Regions from separate parts of the Mus musculus genome. Here all the other regions are linked to region 1. The links are chromatin contacts, called in public ChIA-PET, Hi-C and HiChIP or PLAC-seq maps. All regions are on one chromosome and are shown on one strand. The core of a region is the stretch at or near the end of the contact, and the rest is flanking DNA. Distances in the headings are between cores, read along the strand shown.

What was found. A called contact is a pair of places that touch in the nucleus more often than the background predicts. ChIA-PET counts read pairs in DNA pulled down with a chosen protein or histone mark. HiChIP or PLAC-seq counts read pairs in DNA pulled down with a chosen protein or histone mark.
Region 2: a contact with region 1 is called in a Hi-C map of cerebellar granule neurons, with 3 times the contacts expected there. The contact joins the enhancer-like site here to the promoter of Uxs1 in region 1. A contact is called at or near these places in 1 of 484 Hi-C or Micro-C datasets (cerebellar granule neurons) and 1 of 115 datasets of contacts at active chromatin or transcription factors (memory CD8 T cells).
Region 3: a contact with region 1 is called in an H3K4me3 HiChIP or PLAC-seq map of the 230-238 cell line, with 2.5 times the contacts expected there. The contact joins the enhancer-like site here to the promoter of Uxs1 in region 1. A contact is called at or near these places in 1 of 39 promoter capture datasets (pre-B cells), 1 of 484 Hi-C or Micro-C datasets (pro-B cells), 3 of 115 datasets of contacts at active chromatin or transcription factors (the 230-238 cell line and craniofacial prominence) and 1 of 9 other capture datasets (adipose tissue).
Region 4: a contact with region 1 is called in an H3K4me3 HiChIP or PLAC-seq map of the 230-238 cell line, with 14 read pairs. The contact joins the enhancer-like site here to the promoter of Uxs1 in region 1. A contact is called at or near these places in 3 of 39 promoter capture datasets (the C10 cell line, cranial neural crest and pre-B cells), 1 of 484 Hi-C or Micro-C datasets (pre-B cells) and 2 of 115 datasets of contacts at active chromatin or transcription factors (the 230-238 cell line and effector CD8 T cells).
Region 5: a contact with region 1 is called in a Hi-C map of bone marrow-derived macrophages, with 3 times the contacts expected there. The contact joins the enhancer-like site here to the promoter of Uxs1 in region 1. A contact is called at or near these places in 8 of 484 Hi-C or Micro-C datasets (CD8 T cells, Th1 cells, bone marrow-derived macrophages and 5 more), 2 of 115 datasets of contacts at active chromatin or transcription factors (memory CD8 T cells and pancreatic cancer cells) and 1 of 9 other capture datasets (pancreatic islet).
Region 6: an RNA polymerase II ChIA-PET map of memory CD8 T cells shows a contact between it and region 1, with 17 read pairs. The contact joins the enhancer-like site here to the promoter of Uxs1 in region 1. A contact is called at or near these places in 1 of 484 Hi-C or Micro-C datasets (CD4 T cells) and 2 of 115 datasets of contacts at active chromatin or transcription factors (memory CD8 T cells and pancreatic cancer cells).

The regions. Positions count from the first base shown.
Region 1 is chr1:43,826,541-43,829,240 of GRCm38.p6, forward strand. Uxs1 (UDP-glucuronate decarboxylase 1) reads right to left here and starts at 1,299. Exons shown (of 15, transcript NM_026430.4): 1 at 1,075-1,299. The coding sequence starts at 1,168.
Region 2 is chr1:43,560,888-43,563,587 of GRCm38.p6, forward strand. All of the region lies in intron 4 of Nck2 (non-catalytic region of tyrosine kinase adaptor protein 2), which reads left to right. Among named protein-coding and RNA genes, the nearest start is that of Nck2, 120 kb to the left of the region's middle. Within about 2 kb of position 1,269, at least 42 of the 459 cell types and tissues checked have an H3K27ac peak or open chromatin away from gene starts, as enhancers often do. A contact at or near this core is called in cerebellar granule neurons and memory CD8 T cells, where this site is marked.
Region 3 is chr1:44,174,880-44,177,579 of GRCm38.p6, forward strand. Ercc5 (excision repair cross-complementing rodent repair deficiency, complementation group 5) reads left to right here. Exons shown (of 15, transcript NM_011729.2): 12 at 960-1,104. Among named protein-coding and RNA genes, the nearest start is that of Ercc5, 28 kb to the left of the region's middle. Within about 2 kb of position 1,387, at least 6 of the 459 cell types and tissues checked have an H3K27ac peak or open chromatin away from gene starts, as enhancers often do. A contact at or near this core is called in the 230-238 cell line and pro-B cells, where this site is marked.
Region 4 is chr1:43,360,161-43,362,860 of GRCm38.p6, forward strand. No RefSeq gene overlaps it. Among named protein-coding and RNA genes, the nearest start is that of Nck2, 84 kb to the right of the region's middle. Within about 2 kb of position 1,386, at least 128 of the 459 cell types and tissues checked have an H3K27ac peak or open chromatin away from gene starts, as enhancers often do. A contact at or near this core is called in the 230-238 cell line and effector CD8 T cells, where this site is marked.
Region 5 is chr1:43,464,745-43,467,444 of GRCm38.p6, forward strand. The region is part of intron 1 of Nck2 (non-catalytic region of tyrosine kinase adaptor protein 2); the gene reads left to right. Among named protein-coding and RNA genes, the nearest start is that of Nck2, 20 kb to the left of the region's middle. Within about 2 kb of position 1,362, at least 84 of the 459 cell types and tissues checked have an H3K27ac peak or open chromatin away from gene starts, as enhancers often do. A contact at or near this core is called in CD8 T cells, Th1 cells, bone marrow-derived macrophages and 5 more, where this site is marked.
Region 6 is chr1:43,541,255-43,543,954 of GRCm38.p6, forward strand. The region is part of intron 3 of Nck2 (non-catalytic region of tyrosine kinase adaptor protein 2); the gene reads left to right. Among named protein-coding and RNA genes, the nearest start is that of Nck2, 97 kb to the left of the region's middle. Within about 2 kb of position 1,252, at least 64 of the 459 cell types and tissues checked have an H3K27ac peak or open chromatin away from gene starts, as enhancers often do. A contact at or near this core is called in memory CD8 T cells, where this site is marked.

The DNA.
Region 1 (2,700 bases), core at 49-2,548:
TGCTGCTGCTGCTGCTGCTGCTGCTGCTGCTGCTGCTGCTCCTCCTCCTCCTGCTCCTCCTCCTCCTCCTCCTCCTCCTCCTCCTCCTCCTCCTCCTCCTCCTCCTCTTGCAACAGCTGAGCTGTAGCAGCCAGTCTGCATCCTACTAACACCATCATCCCATCAGTTGAACCCACGTTCCAAAGTACCTACTCACCTGGGAATCAGACCCTGGAAACTCAATCACTTAGCAGTTTTCATTCGAGTATGTTTGCCTGGGTGGCCAGGATTCAGAAGGAGCTCACTCACTCTGAGAGCTATTTTTAGCCCAATTTTGGTACTTGGTAAAGTAGTAATAGCTGTTATATCCAGTTGCACAGAGCAAAAACAAACAAACAAACACCAAAAAACTAGACTTTGCCTTCTCTGAGAAGCTGAGGGCCCCTCAAGATAAACAGGCTAAGGATCCAATTGACACCCGCCCCGCCTGCCCCCTATGCTGTGCCTCCTTCCGCGACACGCTGGAGGAGTACCTGGTGGCGCGGGAGGAGAGTGGGGAGCGGGGAGTGTGAGACAGGATATCAGAGCATGGCCACACAGGGCATCCACGGAGAATGGCAACACTCAGCTGCTGAGTAATTTTCCTGCGGAGCAAACAGTCGGAGCAGGGACCCTGCCAATAGCTATAATATTTTTATCCTACTTAACCAGCACCGTCCCCAAGGATGTCCCCGCGCCGCACTCTCCAGGTTCACCCTAACCCTAACCCTGGGTGCTGTGGACAGCACAGCACAGCGGTTCGGGTCAGTACGAGCTGGCGGGCGCTGCGAGGTTGGCCGAGTCCGCAGTGTCTACAGCTCGGGGAACGTGTCCACCGCGTCCCGGGCAAAGGCCCCAACACCGGCCACCGGTCCGACGCCGGGCCTACGCGGAAGCGGGCAGCAAGCAAAGCGGCCAGCGGCTCCACAGCACAAGTTCAGCCTCGTGGAAGCTGTGAACCGGTCCCCGGCCCTGAACAGCCTGCTGCTCGGCCGCAGCGCCCGCTCCCCGCCGCGCGGGAATGAATGGGCTCCCGCCCACCGCGCACGCACTCACAGGCGGCGTAGGCGAACAGCGCGATGCCGAGCAGAAGCTTCATCCTCCTGCGGTTGACTGAAGAGACAAGGCGCAACAGCCCCTTGCTCACCATGCCCGGGAACCGCTCGGGTCCGGGGCCTGCCGCGCCGGCCAGCCGCAGCACAATGCGCGGCGGCCCGAGCCCCGCCCCCGTGCACCAGCCCCACCCCCGCGCGCCCGGCTTCCTGCCGGCTAAACCACTGCGCTCGCGCGGCTGGGTCCCGGCCTCCGGCTCCGCCCACAGCCGTGCCCCGCCCTCATCCTCCTTTTCCCCGCAAGCGCAGTGTAATCCCTGAGTTTTCAGGATGGTGTCAATCAACCAGGGATGGGTGGGCACAGTGGGTGGCTCGGAGCGCGCATGCGCAGCCCAGTGTGCTTGCCCCCTTTTCGCTGCTGGGGTAGCGTTCGACGTTTGGCGCGGATCTCGGAAGTTCGCCTGCAACTTGCAGGGCGCTTGCGCGTTCTTAGTCCTACACGGCCGGCTGGGCTGTGGCCTCGCGCTGTTGGAGATGAAGAACTGGTTTGCTGTAATTGGTGTGTCTTGACAGTGAACAGTTGAGTTTCTATGAGTGCGGGGCTAGTAAGTTGCCTTCTTAGCTGTTCTTTTTGCAAGGCAGGAAAGTGATAAATCCCAAACGCGCCGGTGAATCGACAACACTTCTCTTCATTTTCTTTATTTTAAAGATGAAGGGTATATTATCATGAAGAGGTTGTTAATCGTTGGAATTTAGGACAAACCACACTGCAGTGGGAACAGCAGAAATGAGCAGGGATCATTTCTGGTACAAAGTGTATGGGAATAATTTCAGAACAACAGACACTTTGCCTGATCATAGTTACCAAAAGCGAGACAGAATGCTCTGGTTATGTCTTCTCCTTAAGCATAGCACAATGAGATCTGAGGTACTTTTCCTCTCAGATGTTTGAATATTAATGAGACTCAGTGTTGGCAGACAGTTTCACATTCATAACAACCCTGATAAAAGATAGAAACATGAGGGCTGCTTGAAGACCTATGAAGAAAGGGTTGCCATCTTCAGATTGTATGAGTGTACTGTAATGTTGGGATGTCTGCATGGTTAAGGAGGGAAGAACATAGACCGGAGACTGTGACTCTGGATTTTCATGTCTCCATCTGTAAGTCATTTCCAATTCAGGAATTTTCTGGTGAGTTTTAAGAACTAAAAACTATCCATTGAAAGGACAATTTAGAGCAAAAGCTCCACATCCTATCAAATAGGCAGACTCTTGTCAAAAGTAACTACATTAATAGTGTAGAACACAGAGGTTCCTAAAAGTGACCCATAAAACTTTGCTTTGAGCAATAGTGATAGGAAATGGTGAATTAATCAGTTGATTTTGGACTGTATCACCCAGTACTGTATTGTACCTGTCAAGCTATATCCTAAGGGAATGCATACAAAGAGTCTTCAGAAACACATGTTCTGCTAGGCCTTAGGGTATTTGATAGAATCAGAAAAGTCCTCTTTCCTTAAGATACCTTCCATCCATCTGTCAGGAAATTGTCATAATAAATGCATACCCTTTTGTCTGTAACATTGTACAGATCTATGGTGTATATCTTAAGTGCATCCAGGAAAGGAA
Region 2 (2,700 bases), core at 19-2,518, 270 kb before region 1:
GTACTGCTGTCTGGAGTGGGTCAGATCCCTGGCCTCTGGAGTACTGTTGCTGCTGCTGCTAAAGGGTCTGGATGCTCGCTCTCAGGCCTGCCAGCGCGGTAAAGGGAGAGGAGGCCATTCCCTGTCCGCTAAAGCAGCTCTGCAGACTAAGAAAAAAATGTCAGATTGACAGTTCAACCTTAAGAGTGTTCAGAAGTGTTCTCATTCAAATCCCTTAGATCTGTAGCTCCTTTTTGCAAAAAGACTTATATAGAGTTCTTGCAAAATGGTTAGTACAGGGTAGAAATGCTTTTCACCCAAAATATGTATGTAAAAGTATAATGGAAAGAGAAACTTAAAGCCCAGGATCAGATATGCCTTTATCACTTGACTCCCTGAAATGCCCACGTGGCTAATGTGTGAACTGTACTAAGAGGGAACTTCTGAGGCTGGCTTTTTCGATATTTGGGTTTTGCCTGGTTTGCATTTTTTTTTTTTTTTTTTTTACTTTACTGTGGCTGCAGTAGACACGAGTGTGTGTCTTACATATGGAGACTTTCATTTACTTCTCAGAGAAAGGATTTGTAAGTTTGGCTTGCCTACTGGCAATCCCACAAGCATGCTATGTAAAGTTAGTCTTGATATGAAACTATACACATGGACTTGGAATGTGTGTCTTCAATAAAACACGTGTACAGCAGACTAAGGACAAATGGGTGTGTGGACCAGCAAGCCCACTTGGGGGCCCCTTCTGCTGTGGAAAAGTAGGGTGCTCCCTATCTCACACTTGAGAAACGACATCAATGTCCTTTGAAGAGTTCTTTCCCATTCCACAAGAGGGCTGGAGAGATGGCTCCGTGGTTAAGAGCACTGACTGCTCTTCCGGAGGTCCTGAGTTTAAATCCCAGCAACCACATGGTGGCTCACAACCATCTGTAATGTGATCGGATGCCCTCTTCTGGTGTGTCTGAAGACAGCTACCGTGTACTTACATATAATAAATAAATAAATCTTTTTAAAAAAAAAAGAAAGAAAAATTCAACAAGAAAGGTTTATGTTTAAAGGAACTCGCAGACAAAATCATCATACAGCTTGTTCAAGGCAGACACACTTACCAGGCCCAGAATACCCATCTCTGTGACCTTCCATACCATTAAAAGGGCCATCCTGAAGCCGTGGAGTGCCACTTACAGCTTTATACATTCACTGTCAGTTTACTGTTATGGACTTCGCATGCACAGAGAATAAAGAACTGTGGTAGATTGAAACCAGAACAGTTAGCTTTATAACCACTTTCACAGTTTGGCCTTGTGCCTACATCCCGTCCACAGCATGGTGTTAATGCCATCTGCTCCAGAGCGGCATAGTGGCTCCAGCAAACACAGGCAGTCAGTGTCCCTAGGAATTTTGAGAGGTAGACAAAAATGTATTTGTAGAAGAATGAGCTAGGAAGTCCAGAGAGTCCTTGATGCTGGGGCCGTCTCTCAACTTTTTTCTGGTCCCTTAAAAAAAAAAAAAAAAAAAAACGAAGTAGTCAGCAGGTGTCTCAAGTGGGCAAAATCTCTGTTTGATCTCCAAGAGGCAGCACTTGGGGACAGTGCCTCCTCGCCATGACTTCCCATGCCCGCTGTTGGTGGCTTCTGCGGCAGGAAGGGAACAGCCTCCCCACCCACCGTGGTCCTTCCGTTTCCTGGATCCCCATCAGTTTCTCAGATCTCTTGTCGATCACCACTTAACCTTTACCCTTTTTCCTTTTGTGGTAAAACGTCTTTAAAACCAAATTGGCTGTTTCAACAGTTTTTAAGTGTGCATTTCAGTCAGTGAATGCTTTTACATCATTGTGCAGCTGCTAATCTTCAGAGCTCCATTACTGTCCCAAACTGAAACTCTGTCCTCATTGGACACTGACTCCCTAGCTGCCCTCTTCCCTGAGATTCCTTTCCCACTCTGGGTTTTTATACTTAGGAGCCTCTTATAAGTGGGTTGCCTCCACTGAATTATGTTCTGGTTGTCCCTGATTTTATTTCAGTTATAATGTCTTTGGAGTTCATTTATGTTGTAGCAATATTTTAGAAATTGTCCTTCAATAATGAGTAATATTCCTTTTTCGATATCTATTCATCTGGTGATAGATTTTCAGGGTGTTTCTAGTTTTGTTTTTAATTATTAATAATGCTGCTATGATTGTGGGTATATAGATATTTCTTTAAGTTTCTACTTGAATTCTCTTAGGTGTACCCTTTGGTAGGTTTGCTGAATCAAATGGCAAACTTATTTTAATTTTATGAAACCCACAGTGATGCTTCACAAGTCCCCGCCACTACACATTTCCTTGACAAACCCTGATGCCCTGACAGGAGCAGCGAAGTTAGAAGTAGCGTTTTTATGCCGTGGAGTCTGCGGTACATATTAAATTTAGTGTGTGGTAACCATAGTGGAATCCCACGTTCACCTTCCTTGCTGTACTCGGTTTCGCTTTATAAAGTTGCAGTGTTATGATGAGTGTCCGGCATGTAGCAGAATCAATCCACTGCCGGAGCTCAGAAGCAGTACTTCTTAGACAGGTAGCATCATTGTCAGCAACAAACTTGCTAGAAGTACAGAGTACCAGGCCCCTCCTGCAGTGAATCTGATGCTGGGACTTGAAGTCCTGCCTTGTGGGGTGTATGCCCCCTGAACATACTTTATGGTAAAATTATAACTTACTCTCTTTTAAACTGG
Region 3 (2,700 bases), core at 137-2,636, 350 kb after region 1:
TCCTCACAGGGTTGTCATCAACGGAGGCTTTGTTTGTGGCAGTCTTGGGCAGGCTCCTTAAGGAAATCGGAAGAAAACTGTAACTACAGTTTTGACAAAGACTGTGTCAGAGGGACTTAAAGATTTCAAAGCCTTGAGGCAGAACCTTGTTTATATACATATTCTAGAGAGGCAAGGAGACCAATGGGAATGGGGGAGGTGGTGATAACAGTGGTTAATATTGGAGAGAAGAAACTGAAACCTTGTAGTGTCTGGTACATCAGAGAGAGGAGTGTGCATGTCTTAGATGTAGGAGGTGGGAGGAAAGGTTCTAGATTCCTGGTTCTGGGCCAGTAGTAGAGTGGAGAAGAGGAAGGGAGAGTTAAATTGAGATAAGTTCAACCTGAGAGTCTCACTAGATACACAGGCAGGAGTACTCTGTTGGTAATTGAATGCATATGCTTGTGGTCAGAGTAAGCAGTCTAGATAACTAAATGTAGAGGTCAGCTTATATAGAAAATTTCACATAAGACTACTTAAAATTTAAATCTCAACAGAATATTTAACAAAAGAACCTATTTTTAAATTAAATATGTCCTCGGATGTTGGTTTAACATATACAGCTTATATAATATGTTATATAAAATTTATAAAATATTAAAACTTTATAATATATAAATTATATATAATATTAATTTTTATAAAATATTAAAGAATGCAGTGGTTTATGCCTTTATTCCCAGCATTTGGGAAGCAGAGGCCCATTGGATCTCTGTGAGTTTGAGGCTAGCCTGATCTACAAAATGAGTTCCAGTACAGTCAGGGCTGCACAAAGAAACCCTGTCTTGAAAAACAAAACAAAACAACATCTATCTGTCTGTATGTCCTTTCTTCTGTCTGTCTGTCTGTCTGTCTGTCTGTCTGTCTGTCTCTGTATATATATATATATATGATCGATTGATTGATTGCTATTTATACAGGACTGGACCGTAACAAGCTAATCAACTTGGCCTATCTACTGGGCAGTGACTATACGGAAGGGATACCAACTGTAGGCTGTGTAACAGCCATGGAGATTCTCAATGAATTCCCTGGACGAGGCCTGGACCCACTCCTAAAATTCTCGTAAGCCTTTTTCTCATGCCTTTAATTCAGGTATATATATATATACTCAGACTAATACATGGATTATTTTTAACTGAGCTCTTACTGTGCTGTTGCTTAGGCTGAGCTCAAAGTTGCAATCCTCCAGCCTCAGCTTCCTATGTAGCTGCTACTGTAGGTGTGTGCCATCACTTTTGAGAATATGTTTCTAAAATCACAAGCTGTCCCAAGTCATTGTACATTGAGGCAGTAGTTGGTGACAGTGGCTGTGGTTTCCAGGGCCTTGGTGAATCTGTTTTTGGTCTATTTTAGTCTCGTTTTGGTCATGGCTGATTTATCCTAGTCCAGGGACACAAAGATGGTCTGTAGTGCTCATTAATGTGTGAGCTGCCTCTGAGTTCATTTAGATGATTATAGAGTAGTCAATATGAGTAAGATATTCAGGCCTTATCAGTGGAAAAGATGAGTAGTTATATTCTACACCCTTGCCGCTTCTTGTGGGAGTAAATGGATAGTGGAGAAGCAAATGAAATTGTTCAGTATTGCTAGTGAAATTTTTCACCACTTGTTCAGTGTTATAAAAGAAGTCAACCATAAATGTGCTTTGAGGTGCAGGTGCAGGAACTTACATTGTAAAGTCACTTTCCAGGAAAACCCACGTGCTGACCCAGAGTTTGCTGTACTTAAGGTGCAGCTTCTGAGCTTTGGAGAAGTTGACATATTCGGGATCTGTTATTGTTATGCCCAGGACTCGGGATTCTTTAAGGGGTGTATTAAGGGCAGATACTTGTGTGCTTTGCCAGTATTATGTTGTAAAACTGGTTAAGAAAACATTTCCCTCTAGAGGACTCAAGTGAGTTCCCAGCACCTACATTAGATGGCCTCCGAGGGCACCTGCACATATGTGACAGTCACATATATACTCAAAACAAAACAAGCAAAAACTTAAAAAGAAAAGAAAGCATTATTTTCCTCTTGATTTTGGTATTGAAGCCCACTGTTAAGCTTTTGAATGGTAGATGGCACTCTGAAGTTGCTCACTGAAGTGGCCTGCAGGCTGGAACCCAGTTGCTGGTACTAATATGTGAAGACATAGAATTGAAGGGAGGGTAGGTATTCTTTACAAACTGCTGCAAGTTGGGTAGGTGAGGAGCATGTTTGAATTTCCATGGTATTATCTCTCAGTTTTCTGTTGGCACACTGCAGTTACCTACCTTAAACCTCCTTAGCCTCCACTAGCAGCACGTGGTGTTTTTGCTCCTGACTCTGAAACTTGCGTGGGAGTCTTTTATTCTTATTCTCTGTCTTAGAACAGGTCAAAGCTCAAGGACCTGCTGCAAGTTTCACACGCCAGGCACTGTCAGTAGACAGATAAAATGCTGGTAGACCTTGGCTAGTCTCCATTGAGATCTCTGCAGTGAGCACAGGTTTCTCAAGGAGTGGTGGCTGCTTCCAAGGGCAGTTTTTTCCAAAAAAAGCAGGAAGTGAACAGGCATGTTTTCTGCTCCACAGCTATAGCTTCTTGATCATTATCCAAAGTCACAGAGATGGAATAATGATCTCTTCATCAGAGGAGCATTAAAAGAAAAAAGAAAGTGTGCCATAATAAATTATCAT
Region 4 (2,700 bases), core at 136-2,635, 470 kb before region 1:
TCGACCCATTTTTACAAAAATGCAGACCCTGTGAGAGCATGGTGTTCAGTTACACCATGTGCTTCATACAGCCAGGAGGACTTTTTTCTTCCCTCCAAGCCAAACTGGAAAGAAAGGCTATAGTCTGAAGGTCACAGAGTATCAAACAACCAATAACAGATCCTCTCTGTCGCCCCCATCCACCCCACCCACCTCCCAACTCCACCCCTGGCTCCCTGACTGTGTGTGAGGGCTGTAGAAGCTGTGTCTCTTGGATGTTATGTTTTCTGTTTTCCAAGCTGAGGGAACAAAGGGAACAATGACCATCCACAACCCTTCATCACGAAGCAGCTGAAAAAGGATGGCCCCATGTAAACATTCAGCGTGTTTCCGAGCAGAGCCATCTGAACCGTCCACGTGGTCGTTTCGAACTGGGAGGAAATTCTCACTAGTGAATTCACAGCTCTGAGTGTTCAAGGGGGACTTTCCTTCAGATGCCAGGTTCAGGTACCTGTGGTTTTGGTTATGAGAATATATATATATATATTTCTTTAAAAAAAAAAAAAGTCCTCATTTCCCCTCATAGCTGTGGGCTAGCTACTCACTGCAAGGGTAATGCTGGCAACGGCACTGTTAGGCACCCTGGACACAACACTTTCCTTCTGGTCTCTATTTATCCCCTACACAGTACAGTGGTGATTTATCCAGTGACAATCAAATTGCAGTTTCCAAACATCCTGACTCCAGGGAGAGAGAGCTCTATTGTAGTCTCTGTCCACATGGCTGCTGCTCGCAAAGGATTAATGACTTTGGAGACTGACATTTCTGTGACCCCAGCGAGCAGAGGCTGGTCAGAAAACTCTTCTCTAAGATTTCTGTGTTGCAGATAAAGCTGTTCTGCCTCAGGGGCTGCCACGCTTTTGCCTCTTACATAAGCCAAGAGGCAGAAGATTGACACTTGTTAGGTAGCAGTTGAACCTAAAGTTAGGGACAAGCCACCCCGGTTATGGATCCTCAGGTATCAAAAGATAAATCCTGTCTGCTCACGCACGAGGACCTGGAGCAAGCTTTACATTGGAGGTAAATCCCATGTCCTTTACCTCATGAGCTGAGTTAAAGCAAGAGGGGATGGAGGGGATAAGAGCCAGGCAACCATTTAAGACAGCTGTGCCCAAATGCAAAAGACTTAGTGTGAGAAAACCTGAGTGGGTAACAGAGACTAGCACACAGCAGATGTTCAATTCAGACAAATAATGTCAACAACAAGGCATAAAACAACACATTTTTTAAAGAGAAAAACAAATAAAATCCCAAACAGTATTGACTCAGCTTCCTTCTGAGTCAGTGCTTCCAATCTGGAACACACAGCACTGCTCCTTGAGCCCTCCCCCTTCTCTTTTCCGGTTTGTGGTGAGGGCTTCTGAAGTCACTGCTTAGTTTCAGTCTGGATTCATTAGGCATGACCCCCATTCAAACTAGCTCTCTGCCGTCTCCCATCAGTAACCAGGGAAAACTCACTTCTCCATGCTAAATGACAAGAACTTCACAGATCAATGGGCAGAAAAGAAACTTCTCATTTAAGTAAGAGAAGCAAGAGGATCAACCCCTGCCCTGCCCTGCCCTGCCCTGCCTATGCCTTGATTCCGACAGCTTTCATTTGCAAGAGATCATCACTCAACCCACAAGGCTTGCACATGCAGGCTGTACTACCCATGAGGCCATGACAGAAGCAACCCCACTACAGGGCTTCCAAGCCCCCCCCCATTCCACATCCTCTGATACCCCCCAGAGAATCCGAGCAAAGGACCCCTAGCTTCCTCTCTCTCTTCCCAGATCACTCAGCTCCTTCCATCTTGGCTCTCTTCTATGCTGGCATCACCACAAAGTGCTGGTCTAGTCTAATTTGAAAGCTATAAGCCCATTAGGCTTTTAGTATACTTAGCTGCCCATGTCAGCAAACATACTTGACCCCAGACAGCATCGCTGTGAAACTGTACCTTAGCCGGTATTTGTGGGGGCAGAGAGAACCTGTTCAGAAAGTAAAATTCTAACTGTTTCTAAGAGGCACTGGAGAGCCTTTTTCTTTTCTTTTCTTTTTTTCTTTCTTTCTTTTTTTTTTTTCATCAAGAGCTTTCTATTTCTCTTACTTTAAATCCACATCAAAGTCTTGACTTCCTCGTTCACAAGATGTCACGGGTAGTAAGTGAGAGGCATGAATGTGCCTAGAGACTGCAAGGCGCTGAGAAGATGACCCCATTGCTCTCTGTGACAGATGCCAGGCTTCCCGCCTGGTCTCCCTCTGTAGATAATCAGTTCCTGGAAGGCAAAGGGAGTCTGGAAGATGCTTCTGTATCACTTCTTTTCCATTTTCTAGCACATGCCTGCTTCCAAGGGAGGAAGAAAGAAAGAAAGAAAGAAAGAAAGAAAGAAAGAAAGAAAGAAAGAAAGAAAGAAAGAAAGAAAGAAAGAAAGAAGGAAGGAAGGAAGGAAGGAAGGAAGGAAGGAAGAAGGAAGGAAGGAAGGGAGAAAGAGAGAAAGAGAGAAAGAGAGAAAGAGAAAGAACAAGCAAGAAATATATGTTATTAGAGAAGCCGAACAGCCAGCAAGCTGAACTCCTTACTAACAAATTAAAAAGAGTCTCTGGTGATTTGGAATTATGAAACAGGAAGGACAAAGTACTTTGCATACCACACAGATTTGTTCAACCAATAGAGCAGTGAT
Region 5 (2,700 bases), core at 112-2,611, 360 kb before region 1:
AAGTATTTTATTGAGACCCAGATCCATCCCCTTTCTTTTCCTCCTTTCCTCCTTTCTTACTTGCTTACTTAGAGATTTATTTATGAGGGCCCCAGGTATGCTAGGCAAGAGCTCTACCACTGAACCACACCCCTAGCCCGAGACCTTGATTTCTGAGACACAGTTTTTTGGCACTTTTTATTTATTTTCTTTCTGTGGTATGGATGCCTTTGAATAGTAAGGATGACACAGTAACTTTATTCTTCTTTATTGAGTGTATCTCTTTATTGTTCTAATTTTATAAATTCATGTCTTGCTAAAATGAGCAGAACAGACTCCTTAAGACAGTTGTGAAGAAGACTCCTCCCCATCTTGCAGACTTCCTGTTCTCAGCTTCATGTTTGCAGCCTCTGTTTTTGTGGCCACTGTGTATAACTGTACAATCTTCTCAACACATACATCTCTCCCTTTGAAGGGACTTCCTGACAACAGATGAAACACTCTTAGCCTTGGCATGTCCTTTTAAGAGTGACTGTTGCTCTTGGTAGGTTGTTCATTGGAGCCATATTTGGGGCACAGGGTAAATGGTAGAGTTGGATTATTATGCTTTTAGTCAGTGGCCAGATGAAAGAGAGGCCTGGGTATTCCTTTGTTTAGTAACCCATTTGCTACACACAAACATCATCTAATGGTGGGGGTGTGCTTGAGAAATCTGTCATGTGATTCATGTCACAAACCTAAATGGTACAGGAATACCAGACAGCCATGTTACACACCTGGAAGGTCTGGATGTATGTATGTATGTGTGTGTTCATTCTCTTGTTTGTAGTCATGATGACAGCTGTACAAGATTAAATTAAGCACAAGAGAACATGAGGCAATCAGGAGACACAGTAAGCTCCAAGTATTTAAGACAGCAGAGGGGTTATAGTTTGTGTGTGTGTGTATGTGTGTGTGTGCTATGAGCAGTCATTTATCATCAAGTGTAATGTCCTGCATACAATTGCACATGCATTTACATATGTGGCACAGTCGGTTCCATGAGCATCAGTGCCAGGGTGGCTGTGACATTACCAGTCTGTAGGATGTTTGTGTTCCAGTGTCCCCTAAGAACCACTGTAACTTACGTGATTTGTCAGTGACTGAAATTTCATTATGTGGCACATTATTGTATTTTCCGTCAGCTTGTCATGCCTGAAACAGGCAGATAGCCTACCAGAGGTACTATTTAGATTGTACGTTTTAGAAGAAGACATGTTTTGACTGGGTGTCTTTGTAGGCATGTGTATTGGATGTGGCAGGCCCAGACTCCAGACTCACAGAGCTTAGTAGTAGGCTGTGTATTTTCAGCTGCTACACGTGTACTGTTTATTACGCAGTGTCAGGTGACTAATACAGGATACCAGAGTGGCCTATTTTTATTACTTCTTGGTCAGCATTTGCTACCAAGCATGACTCTTCAAAATTACTATTCTCGTTCTCCGTGAGGTTTTTATGGTGTTTCCCCTAATTTTTTCAAGAGTGCAGAAAATTACTTTACGGGGTACCTTTTTTTTTTTTTTTTTTAGCAAAAGGGTGAAGAGGAGATGTTGGAGGTGAGGGCCAGTTTGAACCAGTGGGTGTGAAATGCCGCAGCACTCGCAGCTTGAGGGGCACAGAAGGTGTGCAGGCCTTCCAGCTGGGAACTGTGTGTGCTGAGGGCGTGGTCCTGGAGGCACTGGAAGGAGTAGGAGAACTTGGTCTGTTTTAACCTGCCATAGATACCTTGCTCTCTGAGGGCTCTTTTCCCTTCCCAGAGCCCATCTACACTGTGGCCTGTGCTAGGAACCCAGGGATGGGCTTCTGCAGACTGTGCTTGCATCCACACACCCTGCCTCTGCTCCCTCATAGGTTTCAGGCCCTGCATTCTGTTGCCTTCTGTAATGAGGTCTGTTAGATTTATTACTAGTTTTAATGTCTACAAGTTAGTATAATGATAGACTAGTGCCTTTGTTTTCAGGGGTTTTTTGTTTCTGTTTTTGGATGCATACTGTTGGTCAGACTCAGGAGTGGAGGGAAGTGTTGGTCTCAGAAGCCTGCTGTCCTTTAACTCCTTCCATGTGGGTTGCACATAGGTGCACATAGGTCGCTGTGTGAGGTGGATGGTGCTCAGCAGCACACGGAACCAGGGGCTGCTGCTTCTGGTGCTGACTGAGCATAATTCCATCCACAAACCTTGTGTCTGTGTTTAGAGGGCCTGCGGGGGTTTTATTCCCTCTGTGCGCTTTGCCATTGCAGGGATTCTGTGTGGGTGAAGTCCACTCTCACCTACCAATGCTGAACGGTCGTGCTCACCTTCCTCTCTCTAGAAAGAGGAAGCCTGGAGTGTTTGATTGTGGAGTCCTGTCTGTTCCTTTCATTAGATCCCTTTTACTTTAGTGGTGTCATATTTATTGTTGTTGAGCCACTGTAGGCAACCCCATTTAAAAAGTAGAGAAATGTATTAATGTAACTTCCCATTCAGTTGTTACTGTAGGGCAACTGCCAGCATAGTCTGCTCGTGATGGACAATAAAAGCTTAGAAGTTGACATTGAGTTAACTCGGTAGGACTTTATTTTTTTCATTTAGCCTTGTTTCCACAATAGCTTAACTGCTGTTTTGTGGAAGGTATTTTTGTAGATGTTCTAGCTTGGTGCGCTGATAAGACACATTTAGGAATATCTCTTTCTGAATGTGTAGAA
Region 6 (2,700 bases), core at 2-2,501, 290 kb before region 1:
AGGACGGTGTCTGTTTTTAGAGGCTGGAAACAGGGCCTCAACATGACCCATGCATGACTTTCCAAGCCCTGAGCTCAGTAGTGAGAATGGAGAAGCTCATTTACAGTGAAATTTACAGTGGTGCTTTCCAGACCTTGCGGCTCAACGTGGAACACAGAAGCATCAGTCATTGATTACTTGGGGATTCTGAACCCAAAAGACCAGCAGAAGGACAAAGAGAAATGGAGAGACAGGAAAAAATAAAAATAAAAGTAAATAAATAAAAGTGGCCTGGAGAGGAGACCTGTATGAGTTGAGTAGAGAGGGAGTGGGTGTGTTTGGTGGAAATGACAGGTGGGGACACTCCTGCATGACTGTTAAGTATAGAGAGCTCACGGCTTACATTTTTGTTGCTGCCAGAGTAAAGTACCTCAGACTGGTTCCTTTGTAAGGAAAAGAAAATGTATTAGCTGGAACGTGGTGACACATACCTGCAATCCTGGCAGGAAGATCAGAAGAAGTTCGAGGTCTGCCTTGGAACCATAGCCGAGTTTGAAGCCAGTTTGAGCTGCATGAGGCTCTGTTTCAAAATAGAGGAGGGGAAATGGCCTACCTGGTCAGAACACTTGCATTAAGACCTGAGTTTGACTCCCCAAGCCTGTGGAAAATGTCAAGTGTGTTTGGATGTATATGTGCGCCCCTAACACTGGTGGGGTGGGAGTGGGGTAGGGTGGAGCCGGAGCTTGTTGGCCACTAACCCAGCTCCAGGTTAAGTGAGAGGTCCTGTCTGAAGAGAGCAAGGCAGAACATGGTAGAGCAAGATGCCCGCTGCCCTCCTCTGACCTCCTCATGTATACTGGTGCTTATTCCCAGAGTCTGCTGTTATACATAGGTCTGGAGGCTAAGCCATGGAACATAGTTGCTTTGTTTCTGTGAATTTCGGGTTTTAGAGCCATTTAAATCATTTTTATTTGGTGACTACAGCAGAGACCTGATATTTCTGAGGTGCATAGTAAGTACCTCAAGCCAGCCTTTCCATCATTTTCTTTTTTTGATGGCTAACCTTCAGTATCCAGTCCTCTTCAGGGTTTGCTTTTGTCTTTTCTGGATGTGGCTTTGGCCTGCTGAACGCAGAACTCCTGAGCTTTGTGAGTGCTTAAGGGGCAGCTGCTCCTCCTATCTTTGATTGCAGCTAACTGAATAGTTAACACCAATAGACTAATGCCAGGGAGGGGTAACAAAATACCACATCCTGTTAGTTAAAAGCTGTCACGGCTTCACTCCCTGGCAGAAAGGGGCTAGAGAACTTTACAATAGCATGCAGGAGCTGATACACAGGTGTGGACTCCTTCTACAGTTGGGCATTGTGCTGTCGGTCGCTCTGAAGCCCAGCAGAAAGCTCCCACAGCAGAAAACCCAGGTCCCCACCTGACCTCATGTGGCTTTTCAGAGAATGATCAGCAAGGGCTTCACTTATTTAATCTTTGCCTCACCCATAAAAGAGAAGTGAGTACCTCATTTTTCAGAAGAATATTGAGTCTTGGAAGTTACTGTTGTGCTGAAGAACACACACACAGTAAGTCATGAGGTTGAAATTCAAACCCACTGAAGCCTGCCTGCACTCTCTGCCGTTCTCCAGTCTCTTAGGGGACCCCAGGGAGAAAGGAGTGAGCTGTCTAGTTGATTCCTGTGGACTGTTCATATTGGTGACTTGGTTGCTCCCTGGCTGTTGTTTCGATTTACCCTTTGTATGCATTTCAGTTAAGTTGCTTGGATGGCTCCTTGCTGCTCTCAATGGAGTTGGTGCAAAGCACATGGGCTGTCTCTGCAGGGTGCCTGATATTCGCCAGGGCATTTAAGTTTTCTGACAGGCCCTTTACTTCTTGGTTCTTTGGAGTGCTTGAGGTTTTTATCCTGTTAAGGGAGATATTGATTTGTGGCAGTGCATTTGCTGTAGAAGTCCTGGGCTTTTCTGTACTGACTGAAGTCTGCTTGCCATCTTGCCTTAGAACATGATTCCTAGCCAAGTCACTCTGTGGAACTACTTCATTAAAGATCAGGACACAGCCCAACACACCCCTGGAAAATTTTAACATTAAAGAAGCAGGACCTCAATTCTGTCTCAGATGTCCAGACTTCTCTAGAAGTCTGTCATGACTTCACCCACTCTGTGGTGTCATTACTATCTACCCTTGTGCACGTATGAGTTAAACGCAAAAGCATTCTTATTTAGAATCCATTACAACTCTGTCTCCCCAGATTGTTCACAGTAGAAACAGGCTGCCACATGGATTGCTGCTGGAATACTATGGAAACTTCTATACTGTTGTGCTGCCAGACACTCAGAATAATTCATATAATTCATATTTGTTTTTGTATCACATGCATTTCCAAGTATTTAGAACCAAAAATATAAAACAGCTTATAACAGATCAGTGGGAGGATAATTAGGAAATAGAGAAAGATTTTTTTTTTAAGTTAATAGGACAAAATCTAGGAGAGACCATGAGATGTGGGAGGGGTATAGCTAAGAAATCCTGGAGAAGCAGGTGTGGAGCTAGCAGTAGAGTGCATGAAATCCGTGTTGCTCCGCCCACTAGGCTGCCGTAGCCCCTTGTGTCTTCATGGAGGACAGAAGGTCAGATTCATTACTGTGAGTCCCTGTCTCTGTTTATAGGTTCCACACCAAAGATTCTACCAAACAGAAGCAAGTTGAAAATA